3 separate regions of the Sus scrofa genome follow, and all the other regions are linked to region 1. A link is a contact called in public HiChIP or PLAC-seq data. All regions are on one chromosome and are shown on one strand. The core of a region is the stretch at or near the end of the contact, and the rest is flanking DNA. Distances in the headings are between cores, read along the strand shown.

Region 1 (4,656 bases), core at 603-3,102:
TCCCTCTACCCTTATGAGTTCTCACCTGAGACCCCTTGTAATAGATGATCAAGAGAAAAACAAACAAGCTAAGTGCCTAGATTGACTGAAGTCACCACCTTAATTACTATCTTCAGCCAAAGACAAAAGAAAGTTGTAGGGTGTATGGAGGGAGGCCAGTTACGGAGGTTTGGGGAAAAGCACCTAAACAAGGGTAAAGATTGTTTGGCACACTTGTCAGTACTTTCCCCATTGAGATTCTTTTGCAATTTAGAATCAACCTTCTTTTCCAGGTACCTTGAGGGAGACATTTACAACAGTAAATTTCCCTTAGAAAAGAGTAACTTCTGGAGTTCCCTGGTGGCTCAGTGGGTTAAGGATTTGGTGTTATTGCTGTGGCTCAGGACATGGCTGTGGCTGGCCAGGAACTTCCAAGTTCCATACCCCTCCTCCCCCAAAGGGGTTAACTTTGACTCTATTTTCAGAGTCTCCAGAGCCTGCTCTTTCTCAGAAATAATCAGCTTAAAATAATCCTTATGCCAAAGAGGCATATTTTGGGGTAGCATATTCTGCAGCTTTTCAAAAAAAGTTTTCTATTTTTACATAGCAAAGCTTAACCAACCTGATTAACCCTCTTCAACCCCACCTGAAATTCTTTCCTTCCCTTTTATCCTCAGCACTATCCCAATTCTCCCTCTTTTTTTTTTTAGGGTCTGCATTCCTGGTATATGGAAATTCCCAGGCTAGGGGGTCCAGTCCGACTTGCAGCTGTGGGCTTAGGCCACAGCCAGCCGATATTCCGGGTCCTTAACCCATTGAGCAAGGCCAGGGATTGAACCCGCACCCTCACGGATACTAGTCGGGTTCTTAACCCGCTGAGCCACAACGAACTCCCCTCTCTTTTTCTACCTCTTTGCTCCTCTAAGCCTTCAGGACCCACAGTCCTGTCCTCTTTTTCTCCATTCCACTCTACAGTGAAGCCCGAAGTGTTTTTCCTCTGAAGTTAAACTTTTCTTATTTACATGGTTCCCCCAAATTCAATTCTTAAAAAAAAAAAAAAAAAAAAAAAAACCCAAATATTTAAGTGCCTTGCTTCTAAGCACATTTGTCTGGGGGAAAAAAATTGTTAAAAACCCTCCTCAATCCCTTATCACTGGATTTTCCCTTCCCTACTTTAACTGTTTCCACTCCAAACAGCTACTGATCTAAAACGCACTCGGCGGGGTGCAAGAGGACCTGGGAGCCGCGGGCGGCTCTGAACGGGGTCTCCAGGGCCCGGGCCCACACCTCCCGCCACCAGGAGGACCAGGACGCTTCCGGCCGTGCCTGAGCCCCGCGACTTCCTGGGGACCCTGGATGGGCCGGGCGGAAGGTCGACCTCCGGAGGGCCCGGGCGAGAGGAAGACCTGGGCGCCGCCCGCTCTCGCAGATCCCGGAGCCGGCTTCGCAGGGCCGGCGGAGTGACCAGCGGCCGCGCGACCGACTGCCACGAAGCGACTGCCACGTCAGGGTAACTTCACAAAACCCAGGCGAGGGCGGGTGACGCAGGACGGGCGGCCGCGGCGGGGGTGGGCCCGCGGCCAGGCGAGTAGGCTGACCTCCAGCCCGCGCCCGGCTTCAGCGACACCCGGGCCGGCGCTGGCGCCCGCCCGACCCTCAGGGAGGCGGGGGAGCAGCGGAGGAGGCGGAGCCCGCGCCCCGCCCGCGCCCTCCTACCCCGGCCGCAGTCCCCGCCAGGGCTGGGCGGCATCCGCGGAGGCTCCTCGGCCAGGCCGGGTCTGCTGGAGCCGCGCTGACACCCCGGCGGCGGCGGCGCGCAGAGGCAGCGGCGGGCGGCAGGCTGGGAGACCGGAGCCGGGCCAGCGACCTGCCATGGAGACTCGCTACAACCTGAAGAGCCCAGGTGAGCGGAGCTGCGGGCGGGTTGCGGCGCCGCACGGGGCGGGAGGGAGGAGTGACCGGGATCCCGGGCCCCGCGCCGCGGTCTCGTCCGGTCAGCCGCCGCTCGCGGCTCAGCTCCGGGTTTCGCGCTCTACGCGAGGCCGCCGCCTGCCGGGGTGGTGCAGGCCGCGGAGCCAGGCGATCGGGCGGGCATCGGCTGCGAAACCTGCGGACTGCCCGCCGCACCCCGACTGCCCTTCCCTCCATTTCGTTGCGTAGAGCTGGGTTATCCGTTCGGCGCTGAGAACAGGTGTAAAGGTGATGTCTGGGGTAATAGTTAACAGCCTCTTGCCCTACCTGCGCCCGGGACACCGCCTTTAGCCCTTCTTCGTCGCCGCCACCGGACTTTTATTAGCTGTTTGATTCACTCTCCTTTGAGGATTTAGTTTAAATGTTCTGTTTGCAGGATTTGGGGTGAATAGAATGAAGGAAGTGTTCTGGACCAAACCAGTTAACCAAAAAGCTAAGAAAACTAGTAGAGCTAACCATGATTTTTGCCATCCTGACGAGTATGATATATGTCCATATTCAGACATAAAAACTTCCTTTCCTGTATTTAATGCCCCTGTGTCACTCACGGAAGCAGCCAAACAATTCCAGCCTCCACTTCTTTACTAGTGTATTATAAAGATGCACGAAAAGTAACCAGCTCTCTCAGATTAAGACAGGCTTGGAACAAATCTTTGGATTCTATAAAATGGTATTTATTCTTTCCGTACCTTGATAAATGTGTTAGGAGGAGAAACTCTACACTTCAGTTGTAAGTGATAATCCTAGAACATTAGAGATGGTTTGACCAACTCTTGCTGCTCACTTTTTTCCCCTTCCAAAGAAGCAGCTTAGTAAGAATCAGCAAGATTAGCGTGCCCCTGGAAAGAGTATTTTGAGTCCTTGATTTTTTAAAAATATCTTAAAAACATGCAAAGCCTCCAGAAAAGCCGGAGAATACTGGCTGAATAGAGCTTTGTTAACCTGAGTGCTGTCAGACTAAGAAACGTTCTTAGGTAACCAAGTGTTGTAGAATAGGTCATAACATTTTTGGGGGCGGGGCATAGACACATTTAAAAATCTGGCGAAGGCTATTTATAGATTCACTTTCTGTGAATTCATGACCCCTGCCCCCAGCCCATCTCTTAAGAACACCAGAAAAAAGAGGCAGAGGTGGATCAAAGAGAAAGAGGGAAAGAAAAGTTTAATTTTAAGGTTAGGTGTTAGAATGATTCAACTGTTAGGATTGTGCTAGGTTTTTTTTTTGTCTTTTTGTTGTTGTTGCTATTTCTTGGGCCGCTCCCGCGGCATATGGAGGTTCCCAGGCTAGGGGTTGAATCGGAGCTGTAGCCACCGGCCTACGCCAGAGCCACAGCAACTCGGGATCCGAGCCGCGTCTGCAACCTACACCACAGCTCACGGCAATGCCGGATCGTTAACCCACTGAGCAAGGGCAGGGACCGAACCCGCAACCTCATGGTTCCTAGTCGGATTCGTTAACCACTGCGCCACGACGGGAACTCCATGTGCTAGGTTTTAATAAAAATATACGGTATAAAAAAGTAGGGTGGCTGCTTGGTCACATGTACCAAGTTCTATAAGACAGCTGAGTTAGTTAGGGGAATATCCAGAAAATAATGAAAATGTGAGTAATAGTGCAGTTTGGAATGGAGGATTGGTGAGTCCCAAGATTGTTGTCAGAGGACATTGCTCAGTTTTGATGTTGCCGTGCTTGAGATTGTGATAAGCATTTACAGTTCTTCAGAATGTTGTACATTTCCAGACTATATGACCTGTTGTCAGCTGGCTGAGCTTTGGTAGACATGCTTCTAGCTGTGTAATAAATTGCTTCCTGTTTTGGGTTTCATTTCCTCAAAGGTAGTGTTGCTTTTCTAAAAAAGAATTTTTTTTAACCTTTTTCTGTTACTGCGCAGATCATTTGGAGTTCATGGAGAAGGTGAATTAGATGAAATACGGGACTTATTGAAGGTGCTGAGAGGCAAAGTGAAAATGCTTCCTTCTTATGTTTTATTTGCAGTCTTACTGTGTTTTCAGGGTAATGCACGTGTGAAAGGATGTGGTTAAAAACACTGCACAATGTGAATGATATAATAACCATTTTCCTCTCTGATGTGGAGTTGTTTTTATGATTTTTCTGGAATGGTCCTTGCTTGTGGGCAGAGCTGTGTGTGGGGCCACTCCATAAGTGTTTGACTAGCCTATTGGTAGTTGCCTCTAGATAAAGCTCCCTGATCTCTTTTTGGGTCTATTCTGGCCAAGGTAGTAGGTACAAAGTGGGGAGGTGGATGTGTAAAGAACCTCCTCTGGCGGGATTCTTTCCAAGGAGCCTCTGGGCACATTCAGCAAGTGATTAGCGCGTAAGAGATTGGTGCACACAGATTCTACCATCATTAGAAAGCTAAGAGCTAACTCTCCATGCCCAAGGTGTGGACTGCCCTTAACACTAATCATTCTCAAGCTTTAATGTCCAATTCAGATCCTTTCCCCAGCTCCCAGGCTGTAGATAACATGGATCTTAAGGATGGTGATTTAACATGTTGACCCAAATTTCTTACAGACCAAAAAAAGAAAAACTCTACAAGGTATAAAAAACAAGCCCTAAACTAATCAGTTTTCTCTCCCCACTCAACTTGCACCTCACCGTAACCTTCCTTATCCTGAGGATTGACAGGAATGCCTGGGAGTCATCGATGATCTCTTGGTCTACTCCGTTCCTCCTCCCTCTAC
Region 2 (4,656 bases), core at 736-3,235, 200 kb after region 1:
TTTCCCTGCTTCTTTAAGAATATCCAGAACGCCAAAGAAAAGGTAAAAGCGCATCAGTTACTCAACTGGTTTAAGGATCTGGTCCATGTGTAACTACTGTCTGTGCCTGATGATGGAGGAAGCAAGGAAGATCCTCCCTTAGTGCCTTCACAGGGACTGTGGCTGTGCCGATACCTTGGTTTCAGACTTTTGGCTTCCAAAACTGTGAGGGAATACATTTCTGTCATATTCAACCACTGAATTATGGTAATTTCTTTCAACAGCCCTACCAAACCACTATAGTTAGCCTTCTAAACTCTTCTATTATACACGCAGCCTGCTCTCCAGCCACCTTTTCCTGTTCGTCTCCAGCTTCATGCTCCTGTTTGCCTCTTTTCCTTTCCTGTATTGCCTCAAAGCCTTTGCACATGCTGTTCCAGTGTGTGAATTGCTCTTCCTTCTTCAAATAGCTCTCCAAGATTTCTTCAGGGAAAAGTTCAAGGACCCTCTAGCCCTGCTTGCCAGCCCCCATTAGGTCCCCTCTTGGCAGCATACAACTCATTTCATAGCCCTTAGCATAATTTGTACCTTTATTAGTGTGATAATCAGATTCTGCTTCTCTACCAAATTGTAAGCTTCATGAGAACAAGAACATCCCTCTCCCCTCTTACAGCCCCAGTCTAGTCCTGAGCTTGCTATGCCATAGCAATCACTTTTTGGATGAATGGCCACTGTTCCAGAGGCATCTCCAGACCTTGGCAGACTCTCACAGTCTTTGAGACAGCTGTGGGCTAGGTAGGATGATCATATTATTTACCCTCCAAAATCCACCACTTCTGAGAATGAAAAGGGGTGCGATTAATGATTACAGGTCACCTGGTTACAGTCCTACGTGTAAGGAGTTGTCCAGATCAAAAGAACAAATGTGAAGGCAGGAGGATAACTAGAATGGGATGCAACTAGAAAGGGACGTGCTACATTTTGGAAAGAGAGGGAGAAGATCATTTAAATTTGCTTAATTGCCTCTGCAATTTTCTTTGCTTTCTTCTACACCATTATTGTCTGGCCTTCTCTCAAGAATGTAAACCCTTATAGCACAAGTGGATTAAGGATCCAGCATTGTCCCTGCACCACCTTGGGTCGCTGCTGTGGCTTGGGTTTGATTCCTGGTCTGGGAATTTCCAGACGCCAGGAAGAGCTAAAAAAAAAAAGCCCTATGAGGTCTGGGACTTGACCTCTTGTTTGTTGCTCTGTCTCACACTTAGAAAATTCCCTGTTGCATAGCAGGTGCTCAATAAACATCTAAATGAACGGACCCACAGCTGAATGCTGTATCCTAAACGAATAATGGATGAAGAATCAAAACAAACCGAAAACCAAAAAAAAAAAAAAAAAAAAAAAAAAAAAAATCCTTACAGTTAGAAAGCCTATGAGTTTCAACACTAATAGGGGGCAAGAGGCGGAACTGCCAAGGTCTTGGGCTAAGGTTGCAAGAATGAAGGCCCCAGTGGCCCCTAGGCTGTTGCGCAGTTGAACCGAGCCTTCACTTCACCATCCACCCATTCTCGACACCCTCTCTCTGGATGATAGCCCCAGGCCCTCCGCCTCAGCCCCTTGGACCCCTGTAGTCTCTGCCCTGCTCGGACGCTCTGACCCCAGCCTCCCGCTTCCGAGAATCCCATTCGAACTGGGACTTCCGTCCCACCCCTTCCGTAATCTCCTCCGCCAGGCATCCCCAACCGCCCCCATCTCAGGTTGCCGAGAATCCCAGGACCCCGCGTTTCCCCTTCCCCGGATCTCCTCGGCCCCGCCCCCGGCCCCGCCCCCTCCCTCGCGTGGTCCACGGACGACTCGCGCGGCACCGCGCTCCCCCTGCGCCCGCCTCTGCGGCTGCGCGCTGGTGGGGCCGAAGCTGAGGGGAGGGGGTCGTGCTGGGGGCGGGCGGAGCTGCTGTGGCGGCGGCGGGAGACGGAGTGAGCCCGGTGGCTGCGGGCAGACCCGGAGGGAACGGAGGTAGTGGTCATGTCTCGCTACACGAGGCCTCCCAACACGTCCCTGTTCGTCAGGAACGTCGCGGACGCCACCAGGTGAGCAGCGACGGGGCCGCAGGTTGGGCGCGGGGGAGGGGCGGGTACCGGCCGCGGCGCGGAGCCTGGCAGCGGCTTGGCAAATCTGCCCCGCAGCTCTCCGCCGGCCAGGCCGAGGCTCCCGGCGGAAGAGCTCTTCCTGGGGCCAGTGGAAGCGCTCGCGCTACTCGGGGCCTGGGCGGGACTGGCGCCTCCGCCCTCCAGGCTGGCGTTCCGCCCCGGCGCAGCACCGCGTCCCGGCCCCTCGGGCGGGCCGGTGCCCATCCCCTCTGCGAGGACCGCCGGGGCGCTGGCTGCCCCTTGCCTGGGAACCCGGCTTCCTCCCCGCCTCGGGCTCCGCGTGTTTTTCTCAGGCGGGTGCCTGCATCTCAGTCCCTTTGTCGCCTTACCGGGATAAAGCCGCGCGTCTTACCGCCTAGATGGGAAGGAATTGGGGATGGTGAGGACGTGTTACAGAATAATGCGCACCTTGGGCCTTGCGATTCCCTTTCCCAGTAGTAAGTAGTCTTGTCTACTTACAGGTGGTGCTGGTTAAATTTTATATGTTGCACAATTTTATAGTATGTACAAAAGGATACTATATAACTTCAATGATTGAGGTTTATATGGTTTTCTTTAAAGTTCTGAGTGCAATATAAACATCCATCATAATGGTTTGGATAGACTTCTCTGGTCAATTCTGATGCTCTCAGCACCACCCCCCCGCCCTTGGAGAATTCATTCGACGTGGTACCTAAATGTAGATCTTAAGAAATGACTTCATATAGCAGTGTCTTCCTCCCTCACTAGGAGCCAGAAGGAATGCGGGGGGCATTGGGGTAAGGGGCATTAATAGACATTTTCATATCACTGGGTTTATACTTAATTTACTCCCCAGGCCCCCCTGACCCCAGTCATTATATATATGCAAGATTATTTTATTATACACAAGGGAAAGTTAAAACTCAGAGTTTTAGTGATTTAACCCGGGGTTTCACGGCTAGAAATATATTGGAGCCCTTGAATCCAGAGCTATCAGGAGTAATCATCATGATTTACCTTTGAGAAGTGAATGTTAACGGTTTAAAAATTTGAGCCCTGCTATTATATGTGTCACAACTATAGACTGTGAGTTAATATACCTTAATTAACCTCCAAAAGATGCCTCTGCTTATATTTCTTCTCTCAACCTGTTTATCAATACATTACATTACAAAACAGGCAAAATTTATAACTTGGGTAAAGTTTAAAAAAAAATTCCCACCGTTAAAAAGACTGCTAGAGGAGTTCCCGTCGTGGCTCAGTGGTTAACTAATCCGACCAGGAACCATGAGGTTGCGGGTTTGATCCCTGGCCTTGCTCAGTGGGTTAAGGATCCGGCGTTGCCATGAGCTATGGTGTAGGTCGCAGCCGCGGCTCGGATCCCGCGTTGCTGTGGCTGTGGCTACAGTTCTGATTGGACCACTAGCTTGGGAACCTTCATATGCTGCAGGAGCGCCCTAGAAAAGGCAAAAAGACAAAAAAAAAAAAAAAGGACTACTAGAATATTGAATAATCTCAAGCCTCTCCAGTGTGTCTACAACAAAGAATGAAAGGTTTCCAATTCTAATGTGCCACGGGGGCCAGCCAGGTAATATGAATAAATTGTCAAGTTATGGCATGATAGGATGGTGTGGACTGTGGCAAATAGAAAAGAACCGGTGCCATCTCAAGGGGACAAGGGCTGCTACCAAGTTTCAGCTGGTAACTACTAGGTAGGCACTTGAACTTGTTGCCACATCTTCTTAATTTTCAAAAGAAGTCAGAAGTCTGTATTTTGTCTGTGTAAACACTGTTTAAAAATGTTGGCATATATTAAGTTGAATCATATGAAATTCCCACTTTTGTAGATTTAAGCGCTGTAAAATATTGACAGTTTCATATTTTAACATTTTAAACATCATGCTGACCACATAAAACATATGTGCAGGTGATACATGGCCTCTGATCTAGATAATCAAGACTGGTGATTGAGATTTATTGATTTATTTTTCATTTTTTTTCCACCACTTTCTAGCAGTGCCATTGGGGGACAGTCAAAATCTAGGAGGTTTGTATTAATGAAATTATAATAATTGCTAATGTTTGTTGAGTACTCATTGTGTGTCAGACACTGTACTAAAAACTTTGCATGTATTATCTTATTAAATTTTCAATAACCTTATATAACAGATAAGCATCTGAGGTTTAGAGAGATTAAGGATCTTGCCTAAAACTGCACAGCTGTTGAGTAGTGTTGTGAGAGTAGTCATGTCATGTAACCTCAGTTAATAGCTTTTTTGTAGAAGGTGGCATATAGTGTAAGTTATCTAGCAACATGACACCTAGGCATGTTTATAATTAACTTTAGCATTTGGTATGCTCATAAAATTATTGGGAGAAATGTTTAAAAAACAGTATAAAATTATATGTGCAGTATGATTTCAATTACATAAAAAATGAAGAAAGAAAAAAAAAAAACTGTGTATGGAAAATGAGCCTGGAAAGAAATCCATTCGAGTGGGTTTTGTTTGTTTTGTTTTGTTTTGCTTTTTAGGGCCATACCCATGGCATATGGAAGTTCCCAGGCTAG
Region 3 (4,656 bases), core at 1,579-4,078, 180 kb after region 1:
CAGATTTATTGGTCACCAAACACCTAATTAAACAAAAGAGAACTTTACAGAATAAACATTTTACTTTGATATTTAAGTTTAACTTCTTCAATTTTCAAAAGCAAAGAAAAATTTAATCCATAAACAACTAATATACTTTCAAGATCACATCTAAGAACACAATAAAGCAAGTTGGAAAAAGTCTCGGCTTGCAAAAAGAATCAACATAAATTCCATTTTCAGATAACTTTGCTAAAACTGCATATTACCATTCAAAAATCAGAAGTGTGATATTACCCAAATTCTTGCTTCATGTAGAAGTTTTAAAGTACCCAAACTCCTAAATTAAGCTATTTTTTACTCTTAACCCATGACTCATTAAATCTGATGACTTTTCAGGTTAAACCTTGCTGACTTCTCTGAACCGCTCATAAACCTGGTTAAAGCTAAATCTCTCCAGCGTTTCATGCGATGGAAAAAGGGGACTCCCTCCCTCCAACAAAACAAAAACCTAGCCAGACGAAAAACAAGAGGCAGAAAAGAGAAGGCTGCCAAATAGAAAAAGCCGCAAAAAATGGAAATGTTAGGATAAATGAGAAAGGTTACTGACACTGGAAGAAATGGACTAAAGAATATTAAAATATAACATTAGACTTTTCCATAACCTGAATGGCGTTGATTGAATCTTAGCTCACAGAATGAAGAATATACCATCTGGAAAAACAGTAACACAAGATTAAACTTGCCCTATGATCAAGCTACTTTTTTTTTTTTTTTCTTTTTGCTATTTCTTGGGCCGCTCCCCCGGCATATGGAGGTTCCCAGGCTAGGGGTCGAAGCGGAGCTGTAGCCACCGGCCTACGCCAGAGCCACAGCAACGCGGGATCCGAGCCGCGTCTGCAACCTACACCACAGCTCACGGCAACGCCGGATCGTTAACCCACTGAGCAAGGGCAGGGACCGAACCCTCAACCTCATGGTTCCTAGTCGGATTCGTTAACCACTGCGCCACGACGGGAACTCCAGGATCAAGCTACTTCTTAAAACGCGAAATAAACATGACTTAAGGATCTACTCATCTATGTAATTAATGTTCACTTTCTTCCCGTTGTTTGTACACTTCTTGAGGTTCCGTAGTTTAAACGACTGAAAATTTCTTATCCAAATGCCAGTGATTCACAACAGCTCCTAGGACTTCCACAACCAAAGATTTTTCTGGATCCTAACAAAGAGGGTCTGTAGTTTCCCTACAATAACTACTTCCTCCAGAGACTGCACAACCTTATCAGCAAATTGCGGTTCCCTGATACCAAAAATAAGCCATCACGAAAACCAGGCGTGGTTCTAAGTTATTTCCTAAAGGAGAAAGTCCACTCCAGTGTTTACAACAACGCAGGAAAGAAAAGGCAAAAATCTGCAAAATGTCGCCAGGTCGGCAACTCAGGAACTATAAACTTTGATCCTGGGCTTCTGCCCACTAGCAAAGGCCAGGTGGTCGAGTGCTTTCCCCTACACCTGCGCCGCGCTGGCAAGGGACGGATGCTCAGGGAAACCGCACTTCTGCGGTTGGTCCCGGCCTGGACAGGCGATGGGAGCCCCCCGCTCGGGCCCCACCTCACCTTCACCGGCAGAGGCGGCCCAGGGAGGCTCTCCAGGCACCCCTTCACACCCAGGGCGGCCGCCGCCCCGACCTCGGCGATTAGGTTATGGCCGCAGGCGTGCCCGATGTCGGGCAGCGCGTCGTACTCGCAAAGGAAGCCCAGGTGCAGCGGGCGCGTCGCCGCCAACCCCCGCGGCGGCGGCCCCCACTCGGCGCGGAAGGCCGTGGCCAGCTGGTAGTGCGGCTGCACGGCCCACGACCCGGCCGGGGGCTCGCTCTCGAAGAAGCGCGTCAGCACGCCGTGGGCATGGTGCTCCTCGTAGGCCAACTCCGGCTTGTTCCAGATCGCTCGGCTCAGAGCCCCCAGGCGCTCGGCCGCTTCGTCGATGCAATCCGCGGCGCGCAGCTTCAACAGCTCCAGCTGGGAGACGCCGACGCAGGCGCCCCCCTCCACGGGCCGCTCCTCTTCGGGTCTCATCGTGCCCACAGCTGCCAGCCGGTCAGCGCTCCTCGGGACGGCCGGCTGGATCCCTCCCTCCTCGCGGCCCACTGCGCCTGCGCACGCGCTGGGCGTCCTCTCAGGTTGTCTCCACAGCTCCCGGGAGACCCGCTCCCAAGCCGCGGGCCCCGCCTCCAGCGTATCACCAGAAACGTGCTCCGCCCCTTCTGCAGCCAGCAGAAACCCGCTCCCTAGGAAGACATCGGGTTCTGAGAGTCCTCGTCTCGGATCCATACCCTTGACTGTTCTGACTACTGACTTATACTCTAAGGTCGTTATTACATTTCCACTGTTGCTTATCTCCACAACCTCGGAATGAGAACGGTTTCATTGGCTATTAGGCATCAGGGGCAGACCAAGTGGAACACAGTCCACGGCAAAAGGCCGCTTTCCTTTCTAGATTAGTAATACAGATTTATATAAGGTTTTTAGTTCATAAACTGGGTGTCAATATAAATGCTTTACAAAAAAACCCTCTGGACTATAGACTTTGCAGTTACTTAAGTTTTCAGTACTGCCCTGCATTCTTCTCCTTGAGGGTGCTGTCTTGTATAATAGCTGTAAATACTCTATGTGGCTTTCTTATTAGAATCAAAACTTACTAGTGTCTAGAACAGTACGTGGCGTTTGTAGTAAGCACTAGACATGTATTAGCTATTATAGTCTGAATAGAATTAAGAATTTAAAATGAGATTTTTTTAAAGCCCAAAAGAAAGAATTAATGAAAATATTTGTAGTCTTATATATTCATATTATTTTGTTGATTTGTGTTATTTTTAATAATAAAAGCTTTGAGAGAGAAGCTATTTTCTGACTATTTTTGATTACAACTTTGAGCCTGAACTCAAGTAACACGATGTGTGCCATTGGTGTGCACATTATAACTGGGTTTTAGATTACCCAATGAAGAAATTCAAGATGCTTGTGCTCCTGTTTTTCTCCTGTGAAGCACAAAGCTTGAAAAACTGTTGTTGATGATATAGCTATTAATAGTACTGTAGAAATTTATATTTTAAAGGTGTTCTACATAGCAAGAGCTTTCCTCAGCTTTTTATACTTTATCATCTCTTAATTTGTCAAAATAATGTTAAATGGAACACAATATATTTATATAATAAGACAAATGTATTTCTTGAAAATAAGTCTAAAGGAAGCTAATATTCACAAAGACTGTCTACTACTGTTTTTATCTACTAACCGTACTAACAATACCAGAGTCACATTCTAAATCTGAAAATGTATCATCCCTTAGTTAACACTCTAACTGAAACTCAGCCCTAAGGATGACAAATGTGGTATTAAATTCCTGGACCCCCTTGTCTATGCTTAATAAACCTCACCTTCCTCAAAGTAAAACAAACAAACAAAAAACACCTAACTCATATATACTTCTGCAAAATTCCCGTCTGTGAGATTCAGTGCTACTGTGCTCAGGTAGTTGGCTTAAAAAAAAAAAAAAAAAAAAAAAAAAGGCCTTGTTTGAACAAAAATAATAGGTGACGTTTATAGAGCCCTTACTCTGTGGCAGGAACTTAACATGTGCTAAGTGCTTTGCAGGTATTAACTCATTTAATTCTCATAACAATTTATGAGATTGTTACTATGTCTATCTTCACTTTATAGAGACACTGTCCAAGATTACACAGCTAGTAAGTAGTGGATCCAGTATAGAACAGAAGCCAGTCTGGCTCCAGTGGCCTACTTTTAGCCACCATGCTCCACTGTTAATGTAAGCAGACATCCAAATTTTAAATGCAGCTACAGCTTGTCAATTTACATCAGAACCCATATCACTCATTTTGAATAAAACTACTGCAGCAACCCTGGCTGTTGACATTAGTAGTACCCATTTTGCTTGCTTTATCAACAAACAACAACAGAAAAGGGGTGCATATAAATTCTGTATAGAAGCTGCTATTTATATTTTTTGCTAGGAATTAACAAAGCTGTTGCCTGAGGTGGAGAATAGGTTCACTTCAGGCTTTGTTCTCTGTGTGTGCAGGTGCATGCATGCATGTATGTCTTGTGTTTCCATTGTTGGCAGCCAGTATTTCTTATGGTGCTTTGTATCCTTGAATTTGTTTAATAAGTGGTGATAATTTGTTGAATGTTTATCTTCACCTCCAGTCTTGAAACTCTTTTGCTTTCCCACCATGTTCTCCAGCATCTAACAAAGTATGGTGGTGATACAGTCCTTCCATGTCAATAAACATTTGGTGGCTGATTACTCTTCTTGAATCTAATAAGCAAATTGATCAATGAGAGCAATTAACCATTCAACTATGCTAGCTACTAGCAGACACTGTGTTTATCAATGTTATGTTTCTCCCTAGACTTCACAGTCCTTTACCTATGGGAGCTGATGGACAGGAAGAATGGTTTGTGAAACCTGGTGGAGTTGGTCATAGGGCCTTCTTGAAACTGACCAGCTCAGTAATTCTTACTATCACTTTCATTTATATCCATAATGTTCATATGACTGTCTGCCTCTGTATGCTGCTACTAAGGAGCCTGTGATTCTTTTTAGAAACATTAAAACATTTAGAATACTTCTCTTCCTTTAGTGAGGGCTAAATCT

The links. HiChIP or PLAC-seq counts read pairs in DNA pulled down with a chosen protein or histone mark.
Region 2: a contact with region 1 is called in an H3K27ac HiChIP or PLAC-seq map of alveolar macrophages. The contact joins the promoter of SRSF12 here to the promoter of UBE2J1 in region 1. A contact is called at or near these places in 4 of 47 Hi-C or Micro-C datasets (embryonic fibroblasts, epiblast stem cells, fetal skeletal muscle and 1 more) and 2 of 2 datasets of contacts at active chromatin or transcription factors (alveolar macrophages and skeletal muscle).
Region 3: an H3K27ac HiChIP or PLAC-seq map of alveolar macrophages shows a contact between it and region 1. The contact joins the promoter of PM20D2 here to the promoter of UBE2J1 in region 1. A contact is called at or near these places in 1 of 5 promoter capture datasets (fetal liver), 2 of 47 Hi-C or Micro-C datasets (heart right ventricle and skeletal muscle) and 2 of 2 datasets of contacts at active chromatin or transcription factors (alveolar macrophages and skeletal muscle).

The regions. Positions count from the first base shown.
Region 1 is chr1:57,361,459-57,366,114 of Sscrofa11.1, reverse strand. It overlaps UBE2J1 (ubiquitin conjugating enzyme E2 J1), which reads left to right and starts at 1,852. Exons shown (of 8, transcript NM_001077219.1): 1 at 1,852-1,882. The coding sequence starts at 1,852.
Region 2 is chr1:57,163,018-57,167,673 of Sscrofa11.1, reverse strand. It overlaps SRSF12 (serine and arginine rich splicing factor 12), which reads left to right and starts at 1,985. Exons shown (of 5, transcript NM_001195598.1): 1 at 1,985-2,066. The coding sequence starts at 2,002.
Region 3 is chr1:57,186,191-57,190,846 of Sscrofa11.1, reverse strand. It overlaps PM20D2 (peptidase M20 domain-containing protein 2), which reads right to left and starts at 2,828. Exons shown (of 7, transcript XM_013992683.2): 1 at 1,599-2,828. The coding sequence starts at 2,312.